2 separate regions of the Oryctolagus cuniculus genome follow, and region 1 is linked to region 2. Evidence: chromatin contacts called from public Micro-C data. All regions are on one chromosome and are shown on one strand. The core of a region is the stretch at or near the end of the contact, and the rest is flanking DNA. Distances in the headings are between cores, read along the strand shown. Region 1 holds the start of PAIP2 (poly(A) binding protein interacting protein 2). Region 2 holds the start of SIL1 (SIL1 nucleotide exchange factor).

Region 1 (6,424 bases), core at 2,515-5,014, 140 kb after region 2:
GCACCCGCTTGGAAGACCAGGAGAAAGCACCTGGCTCCTGGCTTTGGATTGGTGCAGCACCGGCCGTAGCGGCCATTCGGGGGGTGAACCAACACCCCCCTGGTCTGAAGCACCAGCATCCCCTATGGGCACCAGTTCGAGTCCTGGCTGCTCCACTTCCTATCTAGCTCTCTGCTATGGCCTGGGAAAAACAGTGGATGATGGTCCAAGTCCTTGGGCCCCTGCACCCGCGTGGGAGACCCCGAGGAAGCTCCTGGCTCCTGGCTTCAGATCAGCCCAGCTCTGCCCATTGCAGCCATCTGGGGAGTGAACTAGCAGATGGAAGACCTCTCTCTCTGTCTCTGCCTAACTTTTTTTTTTTTTTTTTTTTTTTTTTTTTTTTTGACAGGCAGAGTGGGCAGTGAGAGAGAGAGAGACTGAGAGAAAGGTCTTCCTTTGCCATTGGTTCACCCTCCAATGGCGTGCTGCGGCTGGCGCACCGCGCTGATCCGATGGCAGGAGCCAGGTACTTATCCTGGTCTCCCATGGGGTGCAGGGCCCAAGCACTTGGGCCATCCTCCACTGCACTCCCTGGCCACGGCAGAGAGCTGGCCTGGAAGAGGGGCAACCGGGACAGAATCCGGCGCCCCGACTGGGACTAGAACCCGGTGTGCCGGTGCCGCAAGGCAGAGGATTAGCCTAGTGAGCCGCAGCACTGGCCCTAACTCTTTCAAATAAATAAAGTAAATCTTTAATTAAAAAAAAAAAAACTATTTTGCTGCAGAAAATGTGCAATTCATGCAGTTTTGATAACATGCATTATTCATGAACTTTTTTTTTTTTGACAGGCAGAGTTAGACAGTGAGAGAGAGAGAGACAGGTCATTTTTTCCCATTGGTTCACCCCCCCGGGTGGCCGCTGCTAAGACGTGAACTGGCACCCATGTGGAATGCTGGCTTTGCAGGCATCTGTTTTACCTGCTATGCCACAATGCTGGCCCCTGATAAGTTGTTTTAAAAAAAAATACTGGGTAAGATCTTCAATCCACTGGATTATTTTCCAAATGTCCAAAACAGGCAGCGTCACATAAGGTGGAAGTTAGGAACCTAGAACTCGGTGTCTCCCATGTGGGTGCCTAGGTGCTGCCTCTCAGGGTGCATCTTAGTTAGAAGCTGGAGTCAGGAACAAAGCTAGAACTCAAATCCAGGCCCTCTCATAAGGAACGCAGGTTTTTAAAGGTTTTGGATTAACTTCAGTTTATCTAAACACCGATCTTGATTTTAGTTCTATTTGCACCTCTACCAGTTTCATCCCCAGCTCTCCTTAGATGTATTACACACAACAGACTGGTTAACATCATCTCCTTCCCCTAGAGTTTTATGCTTGGCAGGCAACAAAGCCAACCCTAATCTCCAGTCTAGGACACAAGACATTTATAATGTGGATGAAGTGGTTGACCAAGGGACTAGGATAAAAACACAAATTCATTTCTTTGAGACTCTGGACTGGCCCAAAGCAGTCTTAATTAAATAGCCCTGAAGAAAAGTAACCTTGCTTCTGGATTCAAGCCTTGGAACTGAGTGAACTTTCTGTGATACTATGAGCATGTCGTTTTTGTTGGTTTGGTTTGTTTTGTTTCGTTTTTGATAGGCAGAGTTAGTGAGAGACAGAGAAAGGTCTTCCTTCTGTTGGTTCCCCCCCTAAATGACTGCTACAGCCGGCACGCTGCTCCACTCCGAAGGCAGGAGCCAGGTGCTTCCTCCTGGTCTCCCATGTGGGTGCGGGGCCAAGGACCTGGGCCATCCTCCACTGCACTCCCGGGCCACAGCAGAGAGTTGGCCTGGAAGAGGGGCAACCGGGACAGAACCCAGGGTGCCGGCACCGCAGGTGGAGGATTAGCCTAGTGAGCCGCTGTGCTGGTCTGGCCATGTCATTTTAAAAATTCATATTTTAGGCCAGCGCCACGGCTCACTAGGCTAATCCTTCGCCTTGCGGTGCCGGCACACCAGGTTCTAGTCCTGGTCCGCAAAAGGAAGACCTTTCTCTCTCTCTCTCTCTCTCACTGTCCACTCTGCCTGTAAAAAAAAAAAAAAAAAAAAAAAAAAAAAAAAAAAATTGGCCAGCGCCGCGGCTCAATAGGCTAATCCTCCACTTAGCGGCGCCAGCACACCAGGTTCTAGTCCCGGTTGGGGCGCTGGGTTCCCGGTTGCCCCTCTTCCAGGCCAGCTCTCTGCTGTGGCCAGGGAGTGCAGTGGAGGATGGCTCAAGTGCACCCCATGGGAGACCAGGAGAAGCACCTGGCTCCTGCCTTCGGATCAGCGCGGTGTGCTGGCCGCAGAGCGCCAGCCGTGGCGGCCATTGGAGGGTGAACCAATGGCAAAAGGAAGACCTTTCTCTCTGTCTCTCTCTCACTATCCACTCTGCCTGTCAAAAAAAAAAATTCATATTTTATATGAGTCAAATTGTGATTCTTAGCATTGATCTTCCATTGATGTTCCTCTTCTCTCCCAAGAAGGAAGACAGTGTATCCCCTTTCAAATATGATGCATACATACTCAACCATCCAGATTCTTTTTTAACTCTTTTTTTAAAGATTTTTATTTATTTATTTATTTGAGAGGTAGGGCTACAGACAGTGAGGGAGAGACAGAGAGAGGTCTTCCATCCGCTGGTTCACTCCACAAATGGCCACAACAGCCAGAGCTGCGCGGATCCGAAGCCAGGAGCCAGGAGCTTCTTCCTGGTCTCCCACGTGGGTGTAGGGGCCCAAGCATGTGAGCCATCTTCTACTGCTATCCCAGGCCACAGCAGAGAGCTGGATTGGAAGAGGAGAAGCCAGGACTCAAACCAGCACCCAGATGGGATGCCGGTGCTGCAGGCGGAGGATTAACTTACTGCGCCATGGTGTCGGCCCCTTTAACTCTTCTTTACCTTACTCAGTATCACTAGAAACCTATCTTGGGACTCGCCAGTGATAGCAAAAAAGCAGGAATAAGAATAATGTATGGGAAGTGGGGTAGTGGGTAAAGCCAGTGCCCAGCAGTGCCAGCATCCCATATAGGCGCCGGTTTGAGTCCCAGCTGCTCCACTTCCGATCCAGCTCTCTGCTATGGCCTGGGAAAGCAGTAGAAGATGGCACAAGTCGTTGAGCCCCTGCAACCATAGTGGCCACAAGGGCCAGAACTGAGCTGATCCGAAGCCAGCCTGGCTTCTTCTCGGTCTCCCATGTGGATGCAGGGGTTTTCCCAGGACAGAGCAGAGAGCCGGATCGGAAGAGGAGCAGCCGGGACTCGAACCGGCGCTCATATGGGATGCCGGCACTGCAGGCCAGGTCTTTAACTGCTCTGTGTCAGCATCTCAGTGTGACGCTGAGGCGGCGTGTCACTCAGTGTGGCCCTGGCCCTATTACTTTCAGTACCTATGTCTGGGTGTGAGCGCCCTGTTTTCTAGATGTTCCTCTTGGCTATCAGTGTGCGTGTGTGATGTCCGTAGGAGTTCACGTTTGTGTGTGTCGTCTATATGTTTTTCAGGCCCCAGCTCCCCAACCAGTGCATCCCTTCATTCTCCAGGGCTCAGCGGGTGTGGGAACAACAGCCCGTCCCCACTCCCGCCCTCAGAGGGAACGCACAGGGCTCCAGGCTTACGCCGCGGCCCACCTCCCGCGCGCAAAAAGGCTGTTGTTCCCCCTGCACGCTGGACGGCTGAGGCGATGAAGAGATCCCGCGTTCTCTCGCGCGCCCTCTAGTGGCCTCGGAGGGTGCGCAGCGCTGACGGAACGAGAGGGCGGGGTCAGTGGAGGCGGAAGTGAAGTCACTTCCGGTCTGGGTGTTTGTTTGGACTGGAGAAGGGAGGCGGCGGGCAAAGCGCACGTCGAGCGGGGGAGCGGCGTTGCCTGTGGAGATCCGCGGAGGCCGACAGGTTTCGTTGGCTGCCGTCCCCGCTGCCGTTCACTGGGTGAGGGTACCCCTCGGGCGGAGCAGTGAGAGGGCTGCGGCGGTTCCGGCGGTCAGGGACAGTGCCTTGGCGACGGCTGGAGGGTCTAGAGGGCCCCCCGGGTTTGTTGGCCACCGGGGCCCCGAAAGATCGCCGTTGCCCGTTCCCTCTTCCTGCCGAATCTGAGGGGTGAGCTTGGGCCGACTTCATCTCCTTCTTTTCTTGAGAAATGGCCGTCGCTTTTTTTTTCCCCCCTCATTGTCATTATTTATGATTTGGATCTCTTCGCTCTCTATCCGGGTTCTCAGTGGCGCGCGAAGGTTGTCGGGATAGCGCTTTCTCGCGTTCCTGAACGCCACCCCCCACCCCATCTGTTCTCCCCCGGCCCCATGCCCCTCTCCCCTGCCCCCCTCCACCACCTCGGCAACAAAGCTCATTGTTTCTACCCACTTTACGCCTGCGCGTCGCCACGCGCAGCCCGTGGCCGGTGCGCGTGCGCGGTCCTGCCGAGCTGGGGCGGGGGGAAAGGGGCGGGGGGACGGCTAGGCAGCCGCGTCCGGGGGAGCCTCCTGCGACAGGCGACAGGCCCGCTCCTTTCTGACGCTCTGCTTTCTGCGCCTTCCCGACCCCCTCCTGTCACTTGGATCCCATGCTCCACACGACAGTCGGAGCTTTGTCTCGGGTTCTGAAAACCCTCGATCCAAAAGGGCTGCTTTTGAGCTTGATGGACTTTAAGGGCCCACCCAGTCCACAGTCTGATTCTGGTAATGACTCTCTGAGTGAAATGACGGCTTACTCCCCTCCTGCCCTACCACCACTGCAGAGAATTACAAGGCTTGTGGTGAAGTTATGCTTTGAAAACATTGGTTGAAGCAGCCAGTGGTGGTGTTTCTAATGACTCCCAAAAGGGGCCTTAACTGCTTCCTTTTGTTGTCTTGATTTCCCTGATTTTTCAGCCAGCTCCATCAGCTCATGGAAACTACAAATTCTAGAAAGAAATAGGCTTCCGTTTTCCTTGAGCCTAGGTCTAACACAGCACTGACACTGATTTCAACAGAAGGCAAATTCCCACTTTGCATGTGCCGACTGGCCGATCTCCTCTCCTACTGTAGTAGTGGCCCTGGTTTTGTTTTTGTTTGTTTGTTTGTTTTACAAATTTCATTTGAGCATTTGATCAGATGTTGATTTGCATTTTCATTAAAGAGCCATTCAGTGTGATTGGCCATTGGTTATGTTTGCAAATACAAGAGAATCTTTTATAAAAGATTTTTAGTGAAACAGTATTTGCTGTTTGTGGTTCTGTTTCTGGTTTGTGTGAGACAGGATATGTGGGGCAAATCCTGTTTATGTTACTTCATTGTGACCTTGAACAAAACTGAACTGTGTCTCACACCTATCATAAATGAAGATAGGTAGCTTCAGTTTGTTTAAGGGATGAGAGGCAGAGAATAGATTGATTAGATTAAAGGTTGTGTATGCTACTCTTTAAGAGCACAAAGAGAGGTGGATGATCTCCACCTTTTGTAGGAGAGTGAGTTTATGTATAGCAGGCTTTTCCTTGAGTAAGCACCCACTGTGTTATTCATATTTAATTTGTGATTGGAGCATGATACTCCAGTTTTAATAAAACTTATAAAATGCCCCTTTTAGCACAGAAATTTAGTGAATACTGTAGGAGATTAAGGAAGGTGAAAAAATCAGACCCTGCTCCTTTTAATAAGCTTTTGTAACTTTACGGGTTTGTTTTTTGTTTTTTTTTTTTTTTTGATAATTTACAAACTTTTTTTTTTAAGGTTTATTTATCTGAAAGGCAGTGTTAAAACAGAGTGAGAGAGAGAAGGATCTTCATCTGCTGGTTCATTCTGCAAATAGCTGTAATAGCTGGTGCTGGGGCAGGCTGAAGCCAGGAGCCCAGGACTCCATCTGGGTTTCTCTCATGGGTGGCAGGGGCTTAAGCACTTGAGCCATCCTCTGTTACCTTCCCGGGCACATAGCAGGGAACTAGATTGGAAGTGGAACAGTGGGACTTGAACAGTCGCTTATATGGGATTCTGGTCTGTAGGTGGTGGCTTAACTTGCTGCACCACAGTGATAGCCCCATCTGCTGGTTCACACCCCCAAATATCACAATAGCCAGGGCTAGGAGAGGTTGAAACCAAGAACCAGGAACTCCATCTTGGTTTCCATGCAGGTGGCAGGGACCTAAGTACTTAAGCAAGCATCTTCTGCTTCCCAGGATACATTAGCAGGAAGCTAGATCAGAATAGGTGCTAGGAATCAGAATGACACTTATATGGGATGTAGGCATCCCAAGCTGCAGCTTAATGGTTGCTGGGGCCGGCGCTGTGGCATAATGGGTAAAGCCACCACCTGCAGTGTTGGCATCCCATGTGGGCACCGGTTTGAGACCTGGCTGCTCCACTTCCAATCTGGCTATCTGCTGTGGCCTGGGAAAGCAGTAGAAGATGGCCCAAGTCTTTGGGCCTCTGCACCTGCATGGGAGACCCAGAAG
Region 2 (6,261 bases), core at 869-3,368:
GCTCTGGCCCTTGCAGCCATTTGGGGGGGTGAACCAGCGGATGGAAGACCTCTCTCTCTTTCTCTCCCTCTCACTGTCTGTAACTCTAACTCTCAAATAAATAAATTAATTAAAAATCCAAAAGAATATTTATTAGAAGTGCCAGCACTGTGGGTTACCCTGCTAACATACCTGCATCCCATATAAGCACCACTTTGTGTCCAGGTTCAAATCCTGGTTGCTCCACTTCCACTCCAGCACCCTGCTAATGTTCCTGAGAAAGCAGCAGAAAATGGCCCAAGTGCATGCGTCCCTGCCACTCCCATGGTAGACCCAGATGAGGCTACAAATTCCTGGCTTCTGCCTGACCCAGCCCAGGACTTTGTGGTCATTTGAAGAGTGAACTAGCAGATGGAACTGCTCTCTCCCCCTCTGTACATAATTCTGGCTTTCATATAAACAAATCTTTAAAATATATATTATTAGAAAACTGATCTTGCATGAGTAAATGTATATTTCTTTTTTTTTTTTTTTTTTAATTTGACAGGCAGAGTTAGTTCACCCCCTAAATGGCCACCACACTGCACCAATCTGAAGCCAGGAGCCAGGTGCTTCCTCCTGGTCTCCCATGCTGGTGCAGGGGCCCAAGCCCTTGAGCCATCCTCCACTGCCCTCCTGGGCAACAGCAGAGAGCTGGACTGGAAGAGGAGCAACTGGGACTAGAACCTGGTGCCCATATGGGATGCCTGTGCTGCAGGCAGAGAATTAACCAAGTGAGCCACGGAGCTGGCCTGAGTAAATGTATATTTCAAAAGGCATTAAACTGGGGCCAGCACCATGGTGTAGTAGGTTAAGCCTCTGCCTGCGGCGCCAGCACCCCATATGCCTGCTGGTTCATATTCCAGCTGCTCCACTTCCAATCCAGCTCCCTGCTAACGTGCCTGGGAAAGTAGTGAAGATGGCCCAAATGCTTGAGCCCCTACGTCCACGTGGGAGGCCTGAAACAAACTCCTGGCTCCTGGTTTCAGATCTGCCCAGCTCGGCTGATGGAGCTATTTGGAGAGTGAACCTGGGAGTGGAAGACCTCTCTCTCTCTCTCTGTGTCTCTCTCCGCCCTCAGTCTGTAACTCTGCCTCTCAAACAAATGAATCTTTATTAAAAAGTGAAAACAAAAGGCATCAGTCTACCTCCTATAGTGTAAAGGAAGCCTCCACTGGTCTCTCAAGTGTTAGGCATCTCCTGACTCCTGGTCTTTCCCCAACGGAGTCCCATCCCAGGTGCTCTTAGGTAAGTCCTGACCTCCAGCCTTTTAAAGCACAGCTTCTCAAAGGAATGGTTCCAGGACCACCCAAATGGGAACTACCTGGCGTGGGAACTGCCGTTCAGTCCAAAACCGCAGGGGTGCAGCCCAGGGACGATGCGTAAACCCCTGAGACCTGAGGACACCTAAGTCTTCCATCTGCCGGAGCAAAGGCAAACACGCAACGGGCAAGAGGAAACCTGAAGGAGGCAGGGCACAACTCCTGATGGAGAAGGGACAGAAGAGATCTCGCCAACACTGGCGGGGTCTCAGAGAGCACCATCTAATCCACCGATGCACGTAACTTAGGACAGATGCGGAAACTGAGGCCGGGAGAAGGGGAGACGGCAGGAAACGGAAACACACGTGAGGCCCAAAGCCAGTCTCGCACTCGCACTGCCTCATCTACTTGGCGAGGAAGGGGTGGCTGAAGCCCAAGTCAGAAAAGGCAGCCCTCGGGCTGAGCGCGCCGGCTGACTAGGACACGAGAGGAAACGTGTAGGGACCCTGGACCGCCGGTGGGAAGGCGCCGAGGTCGCTGGCAGGAGGAGGCCCAGGCAGCGCCCTGAGCCCCCCGCCCCGTTCCACGGCCGAGTGGCCCTCACAGCCCCTACCTGCGGCCTCCCGCCACGGCAGCCGAGGGGCAGACAAAACCCCCACAATTCCAGGCGGCTGCAGCGGCAACCAGCTCCCGGTGCGCAAACGCAGCGACGACCGCGTGAATTGCAGCGCGCGCAGCTATTACGTCGCCTACAGCCACGCCCAATTGTTGACGGCCAGGTCGGCGGGAGGCCGCTTCGCTCCCTCGGCGCACTCGCGGCTGTTAGCCCCGCCCCTAGCGTCTTCCTACGCCGACCTCTTGGTATTTTGTGTGTGTGTGTCCCTCCGCCGCAGTAAGAGAAATCGAAAAGAGCGAACGGCCCTGGGGTGTTTTCCAAGTTTCTTCCCCGGCTTCTCAACAGCGTAATTTCTTTCTATCGGAAAGAGACGCAGAAAGAAACCAGAGGGGGTAGGAGTAAAAATAAATCAAGCTGTTATGACTCAGTTTGAGACAGAAGTTGAGGCTCAAGCAATAAATAGTCCTTTGAAAATTGACGCCAAGTAGGCCACTAGTGTCACCCACTTTAAATAGTCGAGTATTGTGTAAGTTTTGACAACCAATTATTTAAAAATAAGAAAGTTCGCCTGCAATTCTAATTCTGCTCTACAACTGAATAAATTTATATGTGCCAGGTGCTGTAAATACATTATATTTACTTCACATAATTTTCTAAGATGGGAACTGTCATTTTTTTAAAAGATTTATTCACTTGAAAGGCAGAGTTACAGAGAGTCAGAGGGAGAGAAAGAGGTCCTCCTTCCGCTGGCTCACTCCCCCAGATGGCCCCCAATGGCCAGAGCTGCACCAATGCAAAGCCAGGAGCCAGGAGTTTCTTCCAGGACTCCCACGTGGGTGCAGGGGCCCACGCACGTGGGCCATCCTCTGTTGCTTTCCCAGGCCATAGCAGAGAGCTGGATCAGAAGTGGAGCAGCCAGATCTCGAACCGGCGCCCATATGGGATGCCAGCACTGCAGGCAGTGGCTTCACCTGCTACGCCACAGCCCCAGCCCCAGCCGCAGCCCCATCGTCTGTTTATAAGTGGGGAACCTGAGGCTCACAGGAGTTAAAGGAATTATACAAGATCAAATGGTCAGCAAGTGGTAGAGCTCAGAATTCAAGCTAGATTTGGATGCTTCTAAAGTCCTGTTCTCTTGTCACTGTTCCACCCTGCTGGACCTTTGTCTTGCCTAGAGCAGGCCAACAAGATGGGTGCTGCCTGCCTCCTCAGAACACCCACGCAGTGATTCCTGCTCATTCATAAATGGGGGTGAGGAGAATAATGTAAACCCACACCTCCCCCAAAGACAGCAATCAACCTGGTGCTGAGATCTGAAATTCCTTTCTCTTTCTGGTAAGTTAGGGGAGCTTCTAGCAGTCCACTTACCTTCTTGATCATACCTCTACCTCAGACCAGTGGGAAATGACTTCACAGCCACTGACCTCACCTTGACTAGTAGCAGCCTGGGGAGGAAGACCTCACGCGTCCATTTCACTCCCAGATCTGTGAGAGTAGCTGGGCCCGGAATGAGTCTAGCTTGTGTCTCTAACTAGGATAACCATGGACACATAATAAAATGTTCACTAGATATCTGTTGTGTGAAAGATAAATTATAGAATTAATAAATAATTATAATTGGACCTGGCACAATTTATAAATGAAAAGTAGTAACAGAGTAAAACTCTTGAAAATAAAATAACCTCAAATCTTAAAAATGAATCAGTGGGGCCGGCGCCACGGCTCACTAGGCTAATCCTCCGCCTTGCGGCGCCGGCACACCGGGTTCTAGTCCCGGTCGGGGCGCCAGATTCTGTCCCGGTTGCCCCTCTTCCAGGCCAGCTCTCTGCTGTGGCCAGGGAGTGCAGTGGAGGATGGCCCAGGTGCTTGGGCCCTGCACCCCATGGGAGACCAGGAAAAGCACCTGGCTCCTGGCTCCTGCCATCGGATCAGCGCAGTGCGCTGGCCGCAGCGCGCCAGCCGCGGCGGCCATTGGAGGGTGAACCAACGGCAAAAGGAAGACCTTTCTCTCTGTCTCTCTCTCTCTCACTGTCCACTCTGCCTGTCAAAAAAAAAAAAAATGAATCAGTGGAATCCGTGGGCCAAAGAGAAGCATCCAGCAGAACCCTGAGCTGACAACACTCAGAGGCGCCTGGCTTCCTCCTTAGGACAGACCTAACCAGCTTAGTTATTTGGAGAAAGGATATTCTGTGCCTTGTAGTCCTCAAACTTTGAATAATCCTGCTGTGATCTGAATGTTAGTGTCTCTCAAAATTCATATTAATATTCAATATGATAGATGAGACCTTTGGGGAAATAATTAAGTCTTGAAGTCTTCATCTTACCAATAACCCAGCAGGTTAAGCCACTCCATAAAGGAGTGCTGCTTCAAGTCCCAGAGGCTTCACTTCTGATACAGCTCCCTACTGGTTCTCCTGGTGTAAGAAAAAGTCTGGAGGTCTGGCACTGTGGCTCAGCAGGTTAAAACCCTGCCTGCAGCACCGGCATCTATATGGGTGCCGGTTCGAGTCCCAGCTGCTCTGCTTCTGATCTAGCTCCCTGCTGATGTGCCTGGGAAGGCAGTAGAAGATGGCCCAAGTCCTTGGGCCCCTGCACCCACATCGGAGACCCACATGAAGCTCCTAGCTCCTGGCTTTGGATCAGCTCAGCTCCTGCCGCTGCAGCCATTTAAATAAATTAAAAAAAAAAAGTCTAGTGGTTCCATTTTTGACACAGAATGGGGAAATTACTGTTAGCAGACTTACAGACGTAGCAAAACTCACCAGCCAAACAGGATGTTATGGAGTAGCCAGCACAAAGAGGATATTAAAGTAAGGAGAAGGAAAGATAACTTTCTAACTTAGGTGACATCTGGGAAGATTGTACAACCCATAGTACTCAGCCAATGAGGAACCATGGGAAGGACCTGTGTGCTAGGATGTAAACCTGCTTGCTCTTACTGCTCCCAGTGTGCCTGCTCATCAGATACCCAATCTTGCACTTCCTGAATCCAAACGTGGAGGCTCCTCTGGGATCTTCTTACCTGTGTGGAGTGGAACTCCAGCAGAGGAAGAGATGCATCCTACTCAATTTCGGGTGGCCTGCTCTGTCCAGGCACCCTGTCTCCCTGCAGAAGCCACAGAACAACTCAAGACATTATTCAGAAGATAGCAGAGTTAACACAGAAAAGAAAAAGCAGGCACCTTGGAAGCCAGGCAACCTTGTATATGAACCAAAGTAGGAAACATTGGACTATAAGTACTGCCTTGGTGGTTGGGTATTTTTGGAGGTCAAGTATGTGACACTGAAATGTGTCCTAAATACACAGCAAATGCAGAGTCCTAATCCACAGCTTTGTTCTCTCAGAAGCAAAATGGCCAGAAGCAAACAAAGTGGGTCTCCTAGTGTGCAAGAAACCTCCACTAAAGTGGCGGGAGGGTAGTGAGCTCACAGGAAACTTCTGTGTGGGGTGCACGAAATCATCACAGGGGCTGGCGTTGTGGCATACCAGGTAAAGCCGCCACCTGCAATGCCGCAGTTCCACATGGGTGCTGCTGGTTCCAGCAGTAGAAGGTAGCCCCAGTGCTTGGGCCCTTGTACCTACGTGAGAGACCTGAAAGAGGTCTCCTGGCTCCTGGCTTTGTACTGGCCCAGCTCTAGCCATTGCAGCCATTTGGGGAGTGAACCAGCAAATGGAAGATAGATAGATAGATCTCTCTCTCTCTCTCTCTCTCTCTCTCTCTCTCTCCCTCCCTCCTTCCCTCCCTCTCTGTAACTCTGCCTTTCACATAAATAAATAAAATAAAGAAGGAAAGAAGGAAGGCAGGTAATCTCGATTACGGGTGATTGAGTGCATGGGAAAATTCAGACACAGAGACCAGCTGAGAATGGGAAATCAGAATTCTAGGCCTAGGGAAAGTGGGGGTGAAGATGCTCCCTCTGACATTCCCCCAGAGAGTCCACTGCAGGGAGAGTTGGGATCTTGGAGGAACAACCCTCAAACCAGGAACAAAGAAAAGCAAAAGATGATTAAAGATTGCTGTTTGATTTGGCATAAAGACTCAATTCGCGAATACTTGGTGTTTGGGTCCAAGTCTGGCCCAGATGAAGATTGGATGTGCCAGGCTGTACTGTTCTACGTGAACAACAAAACCCCATCCTTACGAGAAGAAATGCAGGAGTTTGCTCTCTGCTGGATGAATTTGCTGACCCCTACATCCCCCTCAAAAGGGAGGAGGAGGGTCCCGCTGTAAAGCCTGGGGCCCCTTATCATGTCTGTCCCTTCCCTATGTCCCTCAAAGTGAAGGACAAGAAAATCAAGGTGCAGCAGAAGGATCAGGGGAAGGAGGATCTGGAGATAAGGAAGTTGAACCAACAGACCCCATA

Evidence for each region. A called contact is a pair of places that touch in the nucleus more often than the background predicts.
Region 1: a contact with region 2 is called in a Micro-C map of ear pinna, with 2.5 times the contacts expected there. The contact joins the promoter of PAIP2 here to the promoter of SIL1 in region 2. A contact is called at or near these places in 2 of 6 Hi-C or Micro-C datasets (ear pinna and an unstated tissue).

Annotation. Positions count from the first base shown.
Region 1 is chr6:27,105,369-27,111,792 of mOryCun1.1, forward strand. PAIP2 (poly(A) binding protein interacting protein 2) reads left to right here and starts at 3,765. Exons shown (of 4, transcript XM_002710245.5): 1 at 3,765-3,933.
Region 2 is chr6:26,969,569-26,975,829 of mOryCun1.1, forward strand. It overlaps SIL1 (SIL1 nucleotide exchange factor), which reads right to left and starts at 2,119. Exons shown (of 9, transcript XM_008255099.4): 1 at 1,894-2,119.